3 separate regions of the Zea mays genome follow, and all the other regions are linked to region 3. The links are chromatin contacts, called in public Hi-C maps. All regions are on one chromosome and are shown on one strand. The core of a region is the stretch at or near the end of the contact, and the rest is flanking DNA. Distances in the headings are between cores, read along the strand shown.

Region 1 (2,700 bases), core at 138-2,637, 130 kb after region 3:
ATTTTATTTGTAATTAGCTATTGCCGATGACAAATTAATTAGGGATAGTGTATTTTTATTTGTATACAATACGCTGTAATTATTTTTAGTTAAAGGATACACAATTATTCCACTACTCTCCGTTCCAAAACAATTCGTGTGCTGTAGATGGTTTCCAAACAAGCCGTTTTTGTGTGTTTCTCTGTGCTGCAACGAAGAGTTTGTTTGGTTCAGGTTTTCTCTAACGAACTTATTTTTGAAATTTAACTGTGAATAAAATTTCTGTATATTAATTACGTATGGAAGAAGATAAAGAGGTCTATAAATTAACTTTAGAATATAGGAAGTCACGGATTCTATATTTACATTGATTTTAAACGATTTTTATTAAAGCGGTTGTCGTAGAAACGGATTGAAAATTTGGGTATTCAGTAGTCTGAAGCAGCTTTTAGGGACAAACACCCCAAACGAGTGCCGGCCGGCACGCAATGAAACATGAAACATAGCATGTGAATCAGTGAATGCCAGATCGATAGACGGCGCCAGGTCCCTATAATAATAACGCTTCGTTGTACGTGCAGAGATCCAGTAGTGTTTGGCTTCCTGCAGATACAAATTCACCTGAGATCGAAGACAAACAAAAGTAATACTACTGTTTAGCTAGATGCAACTTTTGCCCGGCAAGCACATACATACACTACACACGACTAGGTAATGACACACATGCTAACAACAGGCATCTATACGTACCGATCGACACGACGACACACACATAATAGACATGCACGACGACATGGTACATGCATGCACAGACGACGACGACAAGAACATTTTAATTAGTACGAACACACACACTCTAGATAGGTACGGTGACAAGATGAGAGAGAGAAAGAGACACGTACGTACGGGCCCCTGCCTGCACCCTGCTGCAGATGCACACACAGACACGTACAGCTAGCAATGCCGGGGGCCTTCCTGCTTGGCTTGGCTTGGCTAGCACACTGCTAGCAGTCGGGCGGCGTGGCGAGGCCGCACTTGGCCGGAAGCTCCATGGCGCGCTTGGGGTCGATGTTGTAGACGCCCATCCACGGCGAGTTCTTGTAGCCGCACAGGCACTTGAGGTCCGCCCCCGCCAGCGCGTCGCAGCACGCCTGCGACGGCGCGGCCGGCGGGTCCGTCGTCTTGGCCGCCGCGGGCTGGCACGACATGAACTGCTCGTTGCTCATGTCGCACACCGCCGCCGCGCCCACCACCAGGACGGACACCGCCACGGCGGCGGCCACGAGCAGTGCGGCAGCTGCCCGCTGCGCCGAGCTCGAGGACGACGACGACTTGCTGCTGGTGGCCGCCATGTCGTCGTACCACCAGATTACCTAGCCGACTGTACTCGATGTTTGTTCGCTATGTTCCCTCTCCTGTCGGGGGGTATAGGTATATATAGCGGGGAGGGGACGGGTGGGAGTAGCAGTGTTGCCGCTGCGGCTAACACAGTGTAGCCATCTGCAATATCAAGAGACCCCGGGCGTCTGCTAGCAAACCACGCATGCATGCGGACGCCAGGCAGTAGGCAGGGGTGGTGCGACCCGTGAAGGTCCCGTGTCGGTTTGTACCCGGGTCGTGCCACTGTCAGCACACCACTCGGCCGGCCCTCTCGCGATCAGGTTCACGGGAGGAAGAAGAGCCTGTGAGTGCGGTGGCGGATGGCCCCACGGCGGGGAGCTTGTGGCCGAGAAAATTCCCAGGATCTTCTCACGTTCTGATTCGACTTTGCCAGCCGTGTGGATCGCGGATTTCAGATAATATATATAGTCGTTGGCGTCGTCCTGGTTTTAGATAAAGTATTTGATTTGGAAGGACAGAAGGCTGGCTGCAAGTGGCTACTAGCTATACACAGTGGACACAACGACAGATGCGACATTACCATGCGTGACTAGCTAGTTGTTAATTACTCCCTCCGTTTCTTTTTATTTGTCGCTGGATAGTGTAATTTTACACTATTCAGCGACAAATAAAAAGAAACGGAGGGAGTAATAATTAGTAACACACTTGTTTGTTTCGCTGAGGACTCGACTTTCTTAAGTCCTTGATTCAATGGTTAATAATTGCCAACAGCGGTTACACAGGGTCGACGCCACGGCACTTGAGCACAGCACGACGTACGTGCATTCTACATAGAGTGAATAAGATGAAATGGGGATGACATAGAAAATAGGATGAGTAAAGCCATCTCCACCAGACTATTTATCTTACTCCCTATTTCAAACTTCATTCCGTAAACAGTACTGTCTACTACAATACGAAACAGTGTTTTGCACTTTCGTTTACATAGATTGTTGGAGTCAGCCTAAGCTACTGGAGATAGCCTAATGCTCCGTCCATTCCAGAGTAGGTAAGACAATTTAGGTATAATAAGTCTAGATAATGTTCAGGTTAGTAACTAAAAACATAACTACATTATTCAAATTCCAGGTACATATTATCTAACCGAGCATCCAGAGGACTCCTGTCATTAATAATTTAACAAAGAAATTAAGGGTGTGAATCGACAACAGGCTTGTCCTTTACCCCAAATATTGAACATGACTTCTTTGCCGAGTGCACAAGACATTCGGCAAAGGCTTTACCGAGCACCACAAACATCGGCACATGTCTCTTTGCCTAGTACTTTCTGAAGGAAACATGTGACGCCTAAGAGGAGGGTAAATTGGGACTTCTAAAATT
Region 2 (2,748 bases), core at 123-2,622, 200 kb after region 3:
ACTGTTGTCTGGTAATTGCAACTGCTGGTCTGGTGTGATTGCAACTTCTATATAACTATGTCCAAAAATTTGTTAAACAAAACAATGATTGCAACTGTTGTCTGGTATAATTGCAACTGCTGGTCTGGTGTGATTGCAACTTATTTGAAGAGGTTGAGCCGTTCGCGGAGGAGCCGTTCACGGAGAAAGAGGGGCGGGGGCGAGGAAGTAAAAAAGTTCTGTCAGGAGCGTGCGGGAGGGACGAAGACGGCCTGGGTGGGGCGGTTGGCTCGGACCTGGCGCGTAATTCGGCCTGGGTGCATTCTCTATATTGAATGCACCCAGGTGTAATATATAAAAACAGTATATATATATATATATATATATATATATATATATATATATATATATATATATATATATATATATATATCGGCGTTGTTTGTCACTCTAGCTAAAACTTCACATACTCGGTAATAATCGATTATTACTGGAAGATCATTCAGTAATTATCGGTTATTACTAAAGATCGTTTAATAATAATCAGTTATTGCTGATTGGGTGAAGCATCACCTAAGGTGACAGAGATAGCATATTTGGATGACTGACCTAGCTGTGGGTCCGACCAACTGACGGAGTTCACCCGTGGCAGACTCGGTACCCTGCACACGCCTTCCACCGGCTTGAGCCACCTGTTTGCACGATTTCAACCATTCAATAAAACTAATATGAGTCATTTCGTGCTTTGTTTAGCCATTCTAGAACTGATGTTAGTTACCTCGATTTTTGTTTAGCCATTGCTGAATTCTTGTTCAACCATTTCTAGTTTTGTTCAGTCATTCTTATTTTATCAGCCATTTCAAAAAAATTCTTTTGGTCAAAAAAATCTTTCGGTCATTCTCGCGATAGTGAGTGTGAGATAAATATGTCAATTGTGATCTAGTTTTAGCTTTCATCGTGAACACAATGCTGAAATTAATTTTCAATTTCCGCACTCGGTTTAGGGGAATTAAATTTTTAAGCGGATAGCGAATCATACATGCATGTTGACCCAGTAGAACTTGATGAGCGTTTTGTGTGTGTGTGTGTTGATCATAGTATGATAAATATGTAGCACGATACACGCAACATAGCCGGCAATTTCTAGAAAGATTATAAGAAAACGCTTGACGAGGTTCGGTGCATCTAACATGTACAATAGTCACCTTAGGTGTAGAGTTTGGCAGGGCAGTTCAGCTATATCTGCCATCTTTCTCCATCAGATTCGTCTGGGCAAACCGATCAGCTACTATTATCCACCATTACGTATAATAATAATAATAACATAAACCTCCCTGTTTCTTCCTGGTCCTTGCTGTATGTAACACGCAGCCACCAATTCATTTCCCCTTCCAAGTCATTCTAAGCCATCCCAGAAGAAGAATACATATGGTTCCATGCATATATAGCCTTTTATTGGCACAACAAAGTGCAGTTGCATTGCATGACTACCATCGTCGGTGATGGCACCGCAGACGGCAACGCGGGTCGCCTCCGGCCGGCTCGTGTTCGGCGCGCCAACAACAACAGATGGCAAGCTGCAGGTAAAAGGTGGAAGCAGGCTGAGTGTGAGGAGCCTTGACAATAATGGCAGGCGTGTTGCGGTGGAAGCCGTCAACGGCGCTGCCAGGCCGAACGGCGCAGCGGCGGTGGCCGACGTCCGCCGGCAAGTGCCCGCGCCGCCGCCACCGGAAGGCGACGGCGACGGCGTCGCCTTCCGGCTGGGTAAGTTTGCGGAAGGGAGGCTCGTGTACAGGCAGCAGTTTGTGGTCAGATCCTACGAGATCGGGCCTGACCGAACTGCCACCATGGAGACCCTCATGAACCTCCTGCAGGTGCGTGCGGAAACAGTCTTCTGTGAATCCATGCATGCATGGTTTACTTATGCCATGCATCGATCTCACTTTCTGGCATGGTCGTCTCTGGTATCGATCTGTGCAGGAGACGGCACTGAACCATGTGATGTGCTCTGGGCTCGCCGGAGACGGTTTCGGCGCCACACGGCAGATGAGTCTCAGGAAGCTCATTTGGGTCGTCACAAGAATCAACATCCAGGTCGACGAGTACAGCAGATGGTACGGTATTGGTATCTGACTGACTACGTACTGCATGCATGTGCATCATCAGTCGTGTTTCGTTATATTCACTGTGTTTCACACCATCACATGCCGCTCCTCCTTGCTTGAACAACGACGACAGGGGAGATGTCGTGGAGATAGACACCTGGGTCGCGTCGTCAGGGAAGAACGGCATGCGCAGGGACTGGATCATCCGCGACCGCAACACCAAGAACATGATCGCAAGAGCCACAAGGTAATACCCAACTCTCTATCTCTCCCAGTACATACGTTGCAGGGCTGCATGATCGGGGAAGTAATGCAAGTGATCGATGTGTTTCTGTGCAGCAACTGGGTGATGATGAACAGGGAGACCCGGAGGCTGTCGAAAATCCCCGACGAGGTCAGGCAGGAGGTGCTCCCCTTCTACCTGGACAGGAGCATCATCGCCGCCGCCACTGGCGGCGGCCGCAAGATCGAGAAGCTCACCGACTCGACGGCGGAGCACATACGATCAGGGCTAGCAGTAAGGAGGAGCAGACCAGAACACCTCTCGTCCCGTCTGGTTGGACCGCTCTCAACTGAAAAACTTGTTCCCCCCTTCAGCCCAGGTGGAGTGACATGGACGTCAACCAGCACGTGAACAACGTCAAGTACATCGGTTGGATCCTCG
Region 3 (2,768 bases), core at 103-2,602:
CTTATGGGGAATGAAATGGTGATGGATCAACTCATTCCATTCCAAAAACCAAACAAGAATGTGAGGAGTGAAAAAACGATGAGCCACATCATTCCTCAAACCAAACACGATGTTAATGTCCATTAAAACTTGACCAACTAAAAGCTACTGCTATAACAATTGTTATAACAGCTGGTCCATTATATAGACAATCCACTTTATCCTAAGGCACTTGTTGAAAGCGACAATTTCTCATGCTAGTTTTCTTTTCCAACAATAATGTTGCATTTTGGTGCAACCACTGCTTAGGAGGTGATGTTCCAAAGGAGTATCAGCAGAAGTTCTAGAACTACGATGAGTACTAGGTTACTGTTGTTTTTAGTCAGTTGTCTATGCACTGTTTCTATCGCTTTTTGTTGTCATTTAGTTACTTATGATGTCAATTATGATATGAGTTTAAATGTTATGGTGAAGTTTAAGTCTGTAATATAACAGTTACATTTATGTATATTTCGAGCATCGTACTATGTGATTCACTTATATGATTGTGTATGTGAAACTTTCCTGGTACCTACATAATATGCACTTGGTTACCTTTCCAAAACCAGGTGTGACAAAATCTAACGATAGAGGATATACAGTGTTCAGTAATAGTAAAGTTTTATAGTGTCATTAAAAAAGTTTCTTGCTTGGCTTCAAGTAATTGTGTAGTGAACTAGACAGTAATGGATCATGCTATGGCACCTTTTTGGAGTGGGAACACCGACCTGGACTTGCCCAGCGAGAACAATAGCAACGCCCATGATTGAACTATCTCCCATGATCTCCTCCAGCCCCGCATCACCCCATTTGCACTCGATATCAGGCGCGAAGTCACGAGCAAGCTCCGCGGCCGCCTTTGCAGATTCCTGAAGGAATGTGCAAAAATAGTCAGACACTAGAATTCCACTTGCAGCAGTGCATCACGCACTGCGCCGAAGCAGGGAATGCCGACTGCCAGAGTATAGTACGGCAGTTACAGCGATTTGCATTGCTGCATGTCGACTGCTGAGGGATTGATTGAGCCGGTCTTTGGTGCCAAAAATCGACAGATGAGACGAAATGTCGAAATGGGGTGGGGATTGTCACACACCTGGGTGCGACTCCAGATGGACTTGAGGACGACGAGGTGCGCGATCTCGCGGAGCCTTGGGATGTACTGCGTGCGCGCAAAGATACCGGCGCCGATCACCGCGATCCGGGGAAGCTCCGCGCGGCCGTTGCCGTCACCCGCCATGTTCTCCTCCTCGGTTCTCGCCTTCTCGGTGCCGAAAGACTGGATCAGATCTGACTCAAGCAATCAAGCAGACTTCAGATTTGCCTTCGCTGACTTCTCACCTCGAAGACCAACGCTGCTATGGAGACAAAGACAATCGGACGCTTCAGATGCTCTGCACTGTTGTAGTGGCCGTACCTAGGGATGGGCCAATGACGAGAAAATTGGATTTATGCTATTATCAAACTACGGATTCGCTCGAATGCCATTATGAGAAAACGCTTCATTATTACGCCATTTTCAAACACTGGATTACAGATAAAATGCCATTTAGAGAGTTATTTGACAAAGTAAACTGATTGGACTATTTTACCCCTAAACTAAAACAGCTCCTCTCTGTCTCTCGCTGTTTCTCTCGCTCGTTCTCTGGCTCTCGCGTTTTCTGTCTCCTCTCTGCTCCTCTCCTCTCTGCTCCTCCTCTCCTCCTCTCCCACGGCGATCACCAGGTGAGCTCCAGCACGCACCAGGCCGCCCGGGCTCCCCACGGCTTGCTCCAGCACGCCGCCCGAGCTCCACCACGCCGCAAGGGCTCCCCACGGCGAGCTCCCCTCGGCGGCTTGTTCCCCTCAGCGGCGGCCGGTTCCCCTCGGCTAGCTACAGCGGCGGTGGCCGGTTCCCCTCAGCTAACCTCGACGAGCTCCAGGTATGCATATGGGTTTTAGGGTTTTAGGCTTTAGGATTTAGGCTTTAGACTTTAAGGTTTGTTCTGATTTGAGTTAGCAGCAGCGGAGATCTCACATTATTGGTCACCAACAGTTGGCTAGATGGATTACAGCTGGAATGATTCTATGTACGAGTATGATTCTACATTTAATAACTTTTATAGAAATCGAATGAAGTAGTATGATTGTACATTTTTATTTTTTATTTTCAGTTTTGACGATGAGCTTTCGCCTAGCTTAGCATTGGTAGTACATCCTAGTGGTCACCCAAAGGTTGGTATTAACTGGGACGCACTTCAAATTGTTGAGAGGCAAGATGAGGAAGGTAGGATAGAAATTGTTGACGATGACAGAATGTATGAGTTGATTGGTTTGATTGCTGAGGATGAAGCTGCTGAGAAGGCTGGTGAAGCTTTCAAGATGCAAGAGGGTGATGTGAATAGAAGTTATAGTGAGAACGAAACTATTGATGCAGCCATCCCTGTTGATGATGAAATTCTAGATGAGAGAGTGATGTTGCATGACCCAGACAAGCCTTGTATGGATATTGGAACAGTGTACCCCAGCATGCGTGACTTTAGGCTAGCTGTGAGACAGTTTGCGATCAATGAAGAGTTTGAGCTAGAAATATATAAAACTGATCTGAGTCGATTTATTGGTAATTGCAAAAGAGAAGGTTGCCCTTGGCATATTGTGGGACGTAGGCAACAATCTAGGAATAGTGTTATGGTATAGACTTGTTCTTACTAATCTATGTTGTGCCCTTGCCATCTTTGTTGTTACTAACTGAGGTTTATTATTGCAGGTCACTG

The links. Hi-C and Micro-C count contacts between places; a contact is called where the count stands out from the background.
Region 1: a contact with region 3 is called in a Hi-C map of leaf, with 2.9 times the contacts expected there. The contact joins the promoter of LOC100280533 here to the promoter of LOC100283463 in region 3. A contact is called at or near these places in 2 of 25 Hi-C or Micro-C datasets (leaf and tassel).
Region 2: a Hi-C map of leaf shows a contact between it and region 3, with 5 times the contacts expected there. The contact joins the promoter of LOC100284647 here to the promoter of LOC100283463 in region 3. A contact is called at or near these places in 5 of 25 Hi-C or Micro-C datasets (bundle sheath, ear, leaf and 1 more).

What each region holds. Positions count from the first base shown.
Region 1 is chr2:160,905,879-160,908,578 of Zm-B73-REFERENCE-NAM-5.0, forward strand. It overlaps LOC100280533 (PVR3-like protein), which reads right to left and starts at 1,388. Exons shown (of 1, transcript NM_001153452.3): 1 at 609-1,388. The coding sequence starts at 1,331. The coding sequence ends at 984.
Region 2 is chr2:160,976,827-160,979,574 of Zm-B73-REFERENCE-NAM-5.0, forward strand. LOC100284647 reads left to right here and starts at 1,373. Exons shown (of 5, transcript NM_001366701.1): 1 at 1,373-1,853; 2 at 1,960-2,093; 3 at 2,218-2,331; 4 at 2,424-2,601; 5 at 2,682-2,748. The coding sequence starts at 1,482.
Region 3 is chr2:160,772,119-160,774,886 of Zm-B73-REFERENCE-NAM-5.0, forward strand. It overlaps LOC100283463 (NAD-dependent dyhydrogenase, Gfo/Idh/MocA family), which reads right to left and starts at 1,353. Exons shown (of 12, transcript NM_001156364.2): 1 at 1,112-1,353; 2 at 747-887. The coding sequence starts at 1,255.